2 separate regions of the Sus scrofa genome follow, and region 1 is linked to region 2. A link is a contact called in public HiChIP or PLAC-seq data. All regions are on one chromosome and are shown on one strand. The core of a region is the stretch at or near the end of the contact, and the rest is flanking DNA. Distances in the headings are between cores, read along the strand shown.

Region 1 (2,842 bases), core at 114-2,613, 43 kb after region 2:
TTCCCATTCCAGAAGAAACTTCCTAGACTTGGTTCTGGGTCAGAGCCTCTGTTTTCCAAAAGGGCCTTTGCATGAATGATAAATTGGTCTCTGGAAGACAAAGGGGGAGTCTTCACCTTTAAGCAGAACTTCTGGGAAGGGTCCCGTTTTCCTGGAATTCTCCCCTCTCCAACCTCTGTCCCTAACACACACACACACACACACACACACACACCTCTGATTCCGGTGCCGTTCAGCCCGATATAGCCCTATCAGTTGGTCTTGAGTTAGGCATTGTTCCCATCCTGGGCTCCCTGGGTTGTAAACACAGGATCTCACCAGCAGTAGCCCTGTGTGTGTGTAGCTCTGAAGACCCCAGACATCTGATATGGTCCAGCAGAGGCCCTGGGTCTGATGGGAGGCTGGTTGTGGCGGGGGATGTGCTGTAAAGAGTGGAAGGGAGAAGGCAGGATGCACAGGGGTCCAGGGCAAGCTTCTCACATCTTGCTTTGAGAAGCTCAAGCCCTACACAAGGCTGGTGTGGAGCCTTCTAGCGTGTTAGCTCTTCTTCAGGTAACCCCTTCCAGTCCTTGGCTTCACTGGCCGGATGATGAGTGGACTTCCTGAGTCCCCAAGGACACCAAGAGAAAAAAGGGCACTGGGGGAAGGCATGGCTTCCAGGAAGCCCAGTATGCTCCAAAGGAACAGAGAGGCACACGTTTTCCTCCAGAAAATTCTATTCTATGCAGAACCCATAGAGAAAGCATTTTCACCAGCAATTCTCTGGGGTTAAATTGCTATACAGCCAAGTTCTGACGGCAGGGGAGAAGCACATTAAAAGTAGAGAGGCAGACTTCAGGCACACATTTTATGGATCATCTTAGGTAAGTGTCTCCTCTGGACTTAGTTTCCCTGACTGTAAAGTGGGAGGGTGGGCTTAATGGTCTTTAGGGTGCCTGACGTCCTCTGAAACTTTCAAAGGAGGGTCTCAGAATGAGAAGTCATGGACTAGCCTTTGAATAGGCTTCAAGGCAACTGCAAACCCTTTACACTGGACATAGAGTGTGTGTGTGAGTGAGAGAGAGAGAGAGAGACAGAGACAAAGAGACAGAGACTGAGACAGTGGCAGTGAACAAGAAGGCGGTGACAGCCTTCAGTCTTCAGATATTCTCAAATGTCTGCATGACCCTCCAGGGAGCATGACGTGGGAGACGGGGTAGGTGGGGACTGGCCGAAAGCAAGGGTCTATTTGCAGGAGGAGAAAAGCTCTGAAATGGGAGGGGTTGGGGGAAGAGATAGTTAACTCGCAGCCCTCAGCTGCCACATCGACAAAGCCTGGAGTGGAGGGGGGGTGGCGGTGGAAGGGGGTGGGTGCCTGGAGAAGGAATCAACTTTTGAAACTTTCTCCAAGTCCCACCCACTGAAAGGCTCTCTTTGGCGTGACTCACTCTAGGAGGAATGTGTGTTGCCACGGTAACCTTTTTTTCAGGGTCTCCGCCTGCTGGCTGGGAGGGGACATAGAAACCCTCAGAACCTCAGGCTCCATCTGAATGTCCCCCAGGCCCCTCTCCCCCAAACACCAGGACAGCAAATGCTAGGCCCTGCCCTGCTGATGGGACCCCAGGGCATTGGTGATACACTTCCTGGACTGGACAGGCTCCTGGAAGACCTGAGCTTTAATTCCACTTCTGTGTCAAAAGGGCCACTTGACCTTGAACGAACAGCGTCTCCTTTCAGAGTCCCCCCCGCCCCCCCGTTTCCTCCTTGGTTAAAAAGCAGTAGCAGCACCACCCCAAGAGTCGTCGCTCTGAGGACAGAACGGGGTGATGTACAGTGAAGCACTTGCTAAACTGCGGCCCTCCCGCCCAGGGAGACAGGATTTTAGAACTGATGGACTGATGGCGTCCAGAGAGTTGGGGATAGCCTTCCCAGCTTTTCTGCCAGGCAGCTTCGTCTTCTTGGGGTTTGCATATAACTGCCCTCTACTAAAAGAGCTGCCAGGCGCTCTGCGACGAAATCAGTGTGCTTCATATTCTTGCGATTTGGCCGTCTGTGCGGCTATTTCCCAGGAGTGCTGTGCCCTCCTGTCGAAGGAGCACTGGCCAAGGGAACGGCAGAGACGGACCTTAACGCACAGGGAGTGACCTTTGGAAAGGCCTCCCTCGCCATCTCCGGGGACCTCAGTTTCTCAGTCTGTGAAATGGGGAAATCTAATCTAGGTGATCTCCGTCTCTGCAGTCCTGTGAACAGAAATCCCGGGTGCTGCTTGCATTAGCGGGAATAGTTGGGCTACGGTTTTAACACTCCCTGGCCCCCTGGTTGAAAGGAAACCAAGGAGGAGGGACTGGGGGATCCTGGGTTGCATAACAGTCCTGCTAAAATCTTTATCCATCTGTAGAGACTTGTCAACCAAGAGTGTGGCTGGGGTTTGCGAGCCACAAGAGCCATTTTCTTTGCTGAAAATAAGCTGCAAATAGAAAGGGAGGGCGGAGGAAAGGAAAGAGATGAGGATATGAGGTAAACAGGAGAATATTTGGTTTTTGAGGTTATTTAGATGGGTAGCTCTGTGTGCAGACATAAATAGGGACAGACATAAACCCAAACCCATGAGGATGCCAAGGATATAAACACTGATTTCACCACCAGGCACTCATTGGCACAGCTAAAAATAAATGTCTCCATACCTGAACAGACGCAGAAGGCTAGGCCCTCACATGGCTCTTCCTGAAGATACCTGGACGCGTAGGCAAGTCCCAGGTGGGCGTCTTGATACAAGTGGCCACCCTGACCCCTCCCCTATATAGCCTGAAACCAACAGATGCTGAGCTGGGGAGACACACAGAGTCACAGACACAGCTTCACA
Region 2 (2,944 bases), core at 195-2,694:
CACAGCCATGACAACGCCAGATCCTTAACTGCTAGGCTACCAGGGGATGCCTTAGACCCCATATCTTGAAAACCTTTTTGTCTGTCAAGTGAACTGCATGTAAGGGATGTAAAATCTTAAGGCGGAATAACGGGAAGAAGCCGTGAAGACACACTGCCTGGGACAGAGTCCAAGTTCCTCTGGCACCTGTAAGCACTTGATGTCCATAGGCAAAAGATGTGATGACAGGGTGGTTGTGGGGGTTACGTGAGGCCACACATAGAAATCACTTACTGCTTGCCAGTTAAAATCACTCAGTGAGCACGTTCTGTTCAAATATTTTTTCGTGTGTACTTAATCCAAGACCTGTAGAAATGGCAATTAAAATTGCAGTCAGCCTAAAAGTGCCTCACAGAATTGATTTAATTATATCAAAACAAAGGGAATATTTTTGTTTGTATAGCTTTATTAAAAAAAATTTTTTTTTTTTTGGTCTTTTGTCTTTTTAGGGCTGCATACGGAGGTTCCCAAGCTAGGGGTTGAATCAGAGCTACAGCTGCCGGCCTATACCACAGCCACAGCAATGCAGGGTCCAAGCCGTGTCTTTGACCTACCCCATAGCTCATAGCAATGCCGGATCCTAAACGCACTGAGCGAGGCCAGGGATCAAACCCATGTCCTCATGGATCCTAGTTGGATTCCTTAACCACTGAGCCATGACGGGAACTCCCTAAAAAAATTTTTTTAAATGATTATTTTTTCCATTATAGTTGATTTACAGTGTTCTGTCATAATCCAGCAGCTCTCAAACTTTTTCATCTTAGGACCCTTTTACATGCTTAAAAACTACTGAGCATCTTAAAGAGCTTATGATTATGTGGGCTATGCTGTATTAGACATCACAACAGGAATTTTGGAAATGAGGATACATGAGCTTATTTATATCCCATTAGCCTTCGGGATGAGATGAGGTCATTGCCTAGCATTTAGATTCTGGAAACTTGACTGCATGATTGGAAGAGAAAGAGAAAAGGGCGTCTTGTGGGAATGGTTTTGACCTTGTGTTCCTCCTGAAAGTTCTTGGCAGATACGCTACGAATCACTGCTTTGACCATCTACTGGGTACTGACCAGGGACCAGCACTGCTGGACCTGGGATGAAACCTGGCTCTGCCCTTGGCCACCTGTGACCTCGGACCGGTCACCTCATCTCTCCTGGAGGCGGTTTCCTCATCTGCATGACACACAGTAACTCTACTTCAGGGACCTTAGGCAAGACTTTATTCCTGCTCTGAACTGTGTGTTAGCAGAATGGTGGTCCCATCATGAAAGTATCAAAACAAGTCTCAGCCACTTCTGCTTTTGTGGTCCCTCGGGGGCACAGGGACTCTCCCAGCCCTCCTGGTATCTGGGCTTCTTGGCCACAAGATGGCAGTATCCTTTGCATCTGGCTGTCCGCAGGCGATGCTGGAGACGCGTTCTGTGGGCGCTGGGAGTACAGACTTGAGTTCTTCCATTTCCACAGCTTCCCAGGAGACCTGGTTCAGGCTGGCTGGCCCACTGGGTACACGCAAAGATAGAGACACTGGTGCCTCTTGGGGCCAGTGGTCCTTGGAGGAGTGCCTCTCCTTTGGCTCTTTTCTGCCCACATCGCACATCCTCCTCCACCCCCACCCCACCCCCACCTCCCCGCATCCCGGCTGGAATCCAGGTGTCCAGCCGAGGCCCTTGGTTCTGTTCTCCGAGGCCCCAAGGAGCTGGGGGAGCAGCCCAGCTGGTGGAGCGCACACAGCTGGGTGGGGCAGGGGAGCCGATGTGCCCACATGTTACGCAGGTGGCTCTCTCTGGCACCGACCCCGGCCCACCTGCCTGGCCTTTCCAGCCCTTCCTGCAGCCAGCTGCACCTCCTGGGTCTCCCAGGTGCCCTGAAAAGGAATGATCTCAATGGCCTCCCCACGGCTGCCCGTCTCCATACACAAATTCCTTCCCCTCCCTTGCATACCACAGCCTCCACAAAACCTCTCCCCAACTGGAAGTCATTTATTTCTGCCCTTGGCCCTGACAGCATTTATCCTCCCAGCTGCAGTGCTGAGGCAAATCTTTTCATCCACGTGTCTTTCCTGTCCTCGAGGTTCGGGCCACACACCTCTTCCCTCTGTGTGCGGAACAGGCCCTGAGGGGGTGTTCGAGGGGTGTGTAACAGCTGCCACATGGGGGCATTGATTGCACGTCCTGCCCTGTGTTAGTGTCATTCATCTTCATCTGGTCCCTGGGTGGCCGTGGACCTGGACAGACTCGGACCCCATGGTAGGTATGCAGGAGGTGTTTGTGGAGTTGATCTTACAGAGGAGATCACTAGTCTGATCCTTTTAGAAAGTGTATGTTTCTGGGAGTTCCTGTCATGGCTCAGTGGTTAACGAATCCGACGAGGAACCATGAGGTTGCGGGTTCGATCCCTGGCCTCGCTCAGTGGGTCAAGGATCCAGAGTTGCTGTGAGCTGTGGTGTAGGTCGCAGACGCGGCTCGGATCCTGCGTTGCTGTGGCTGTGGTGTAGGCTGGTGACTACAGCTCCGATTCGACCCCTAGCCTGGGAACCTCCACATGCCGTGGGAGCGGCCCTAGAAATGGCAAAAAGACCTAAATAAATAAATAAATAAATAAAAAATAAAAGGTATATGTTTCTGTCAAAGGTCCCTGGTGTGAGTACAGCAGCCTGGAGCCACCCCTGGGGCTCACCATCCCCACCCCGCAGCAAAAGCAGCCAAAGCCTTACGTTGCTCAGTGTTGACATCCCCAGGGCTGGCGAGAAGCCACACTAGTCCCCAGGGTGCGGGGGGCAGGGCCGGGGGCTGGACTCAGGAGATGGCCCATCATTTGGTCCACTGCTCAGGGTCGTGCGGGCTGCAGAGGGGATCCTCTGCTCTGGGTGAACTTGAGCACATCACCTCCTGTCTCTACTTCCTGT

The links. HiChIP or PLAC-seq counts read pairs in DNA pulled down with a chosen protein or histone mark.
Region 1: an H3K27ac HiChIP or PLAC-seq map of skeletal muscle shows a contact between it and region 2. The contact joins two enhancer-like sites. A contact is called at or near these places in 11 of 47 Hi-C or Micro-C datasets (alveolar macrophages, embryonic fibroblasts, fetal skeletal muscle and 6 more) and 1 of 2 datasets of contacts at active chromatin or transcription factors (skeletal muscle).

Annotation. Positions count from the first base shown.
Region 1 is chr16:71,358,533-71,361,374 of Sscrofa11.1, forward strand. All of the region lies in intron 1 of LOC110257252 (a long non-coding RNA gene), which reads right to left. Among named protein-coding and RNA genes, the nearest start is that of SPARC, 8.2 kb to the right of the region's middle. Within about 2 kb of position 1,364, at least 57 of the 83 cell types and tissues checked have an H3K27ac peak or open chromatin away from gene starts, as enhancers often do. A contact at or near this core is called in fetal skeletal muscle, omental adipose tissue, skeletal muscle and 1 more, where this site is marked.
Region 2 is chr16:71,314,962-71,317,905 of Sscrofa11.1, forward strand. The region is part of intron 1 of LOC110257252 (a long non-coding RNA gene); the gene reads right to left. LOC110257254 (a long non-coding RNA gene) reads right to left here. Exons shown (of 2, transcript XR_002339619.1): 1 at 2,753-2,944; 2 at 1-345. Among named protein-coding and RNA genes, the nearest start is that of ATOX1, 17 kb to the left of the region's middle. Within about 2 kb of position 1,445, at least 22 of the 83 cell types and tissues checked have an H3K27ac peak or open chromatin away from gene starts, as enhancers often do. A contact at or near this core is called in fetal skeletal muscle, omental adipose tissue, skeletal muscle and 1 more, where this site is marked.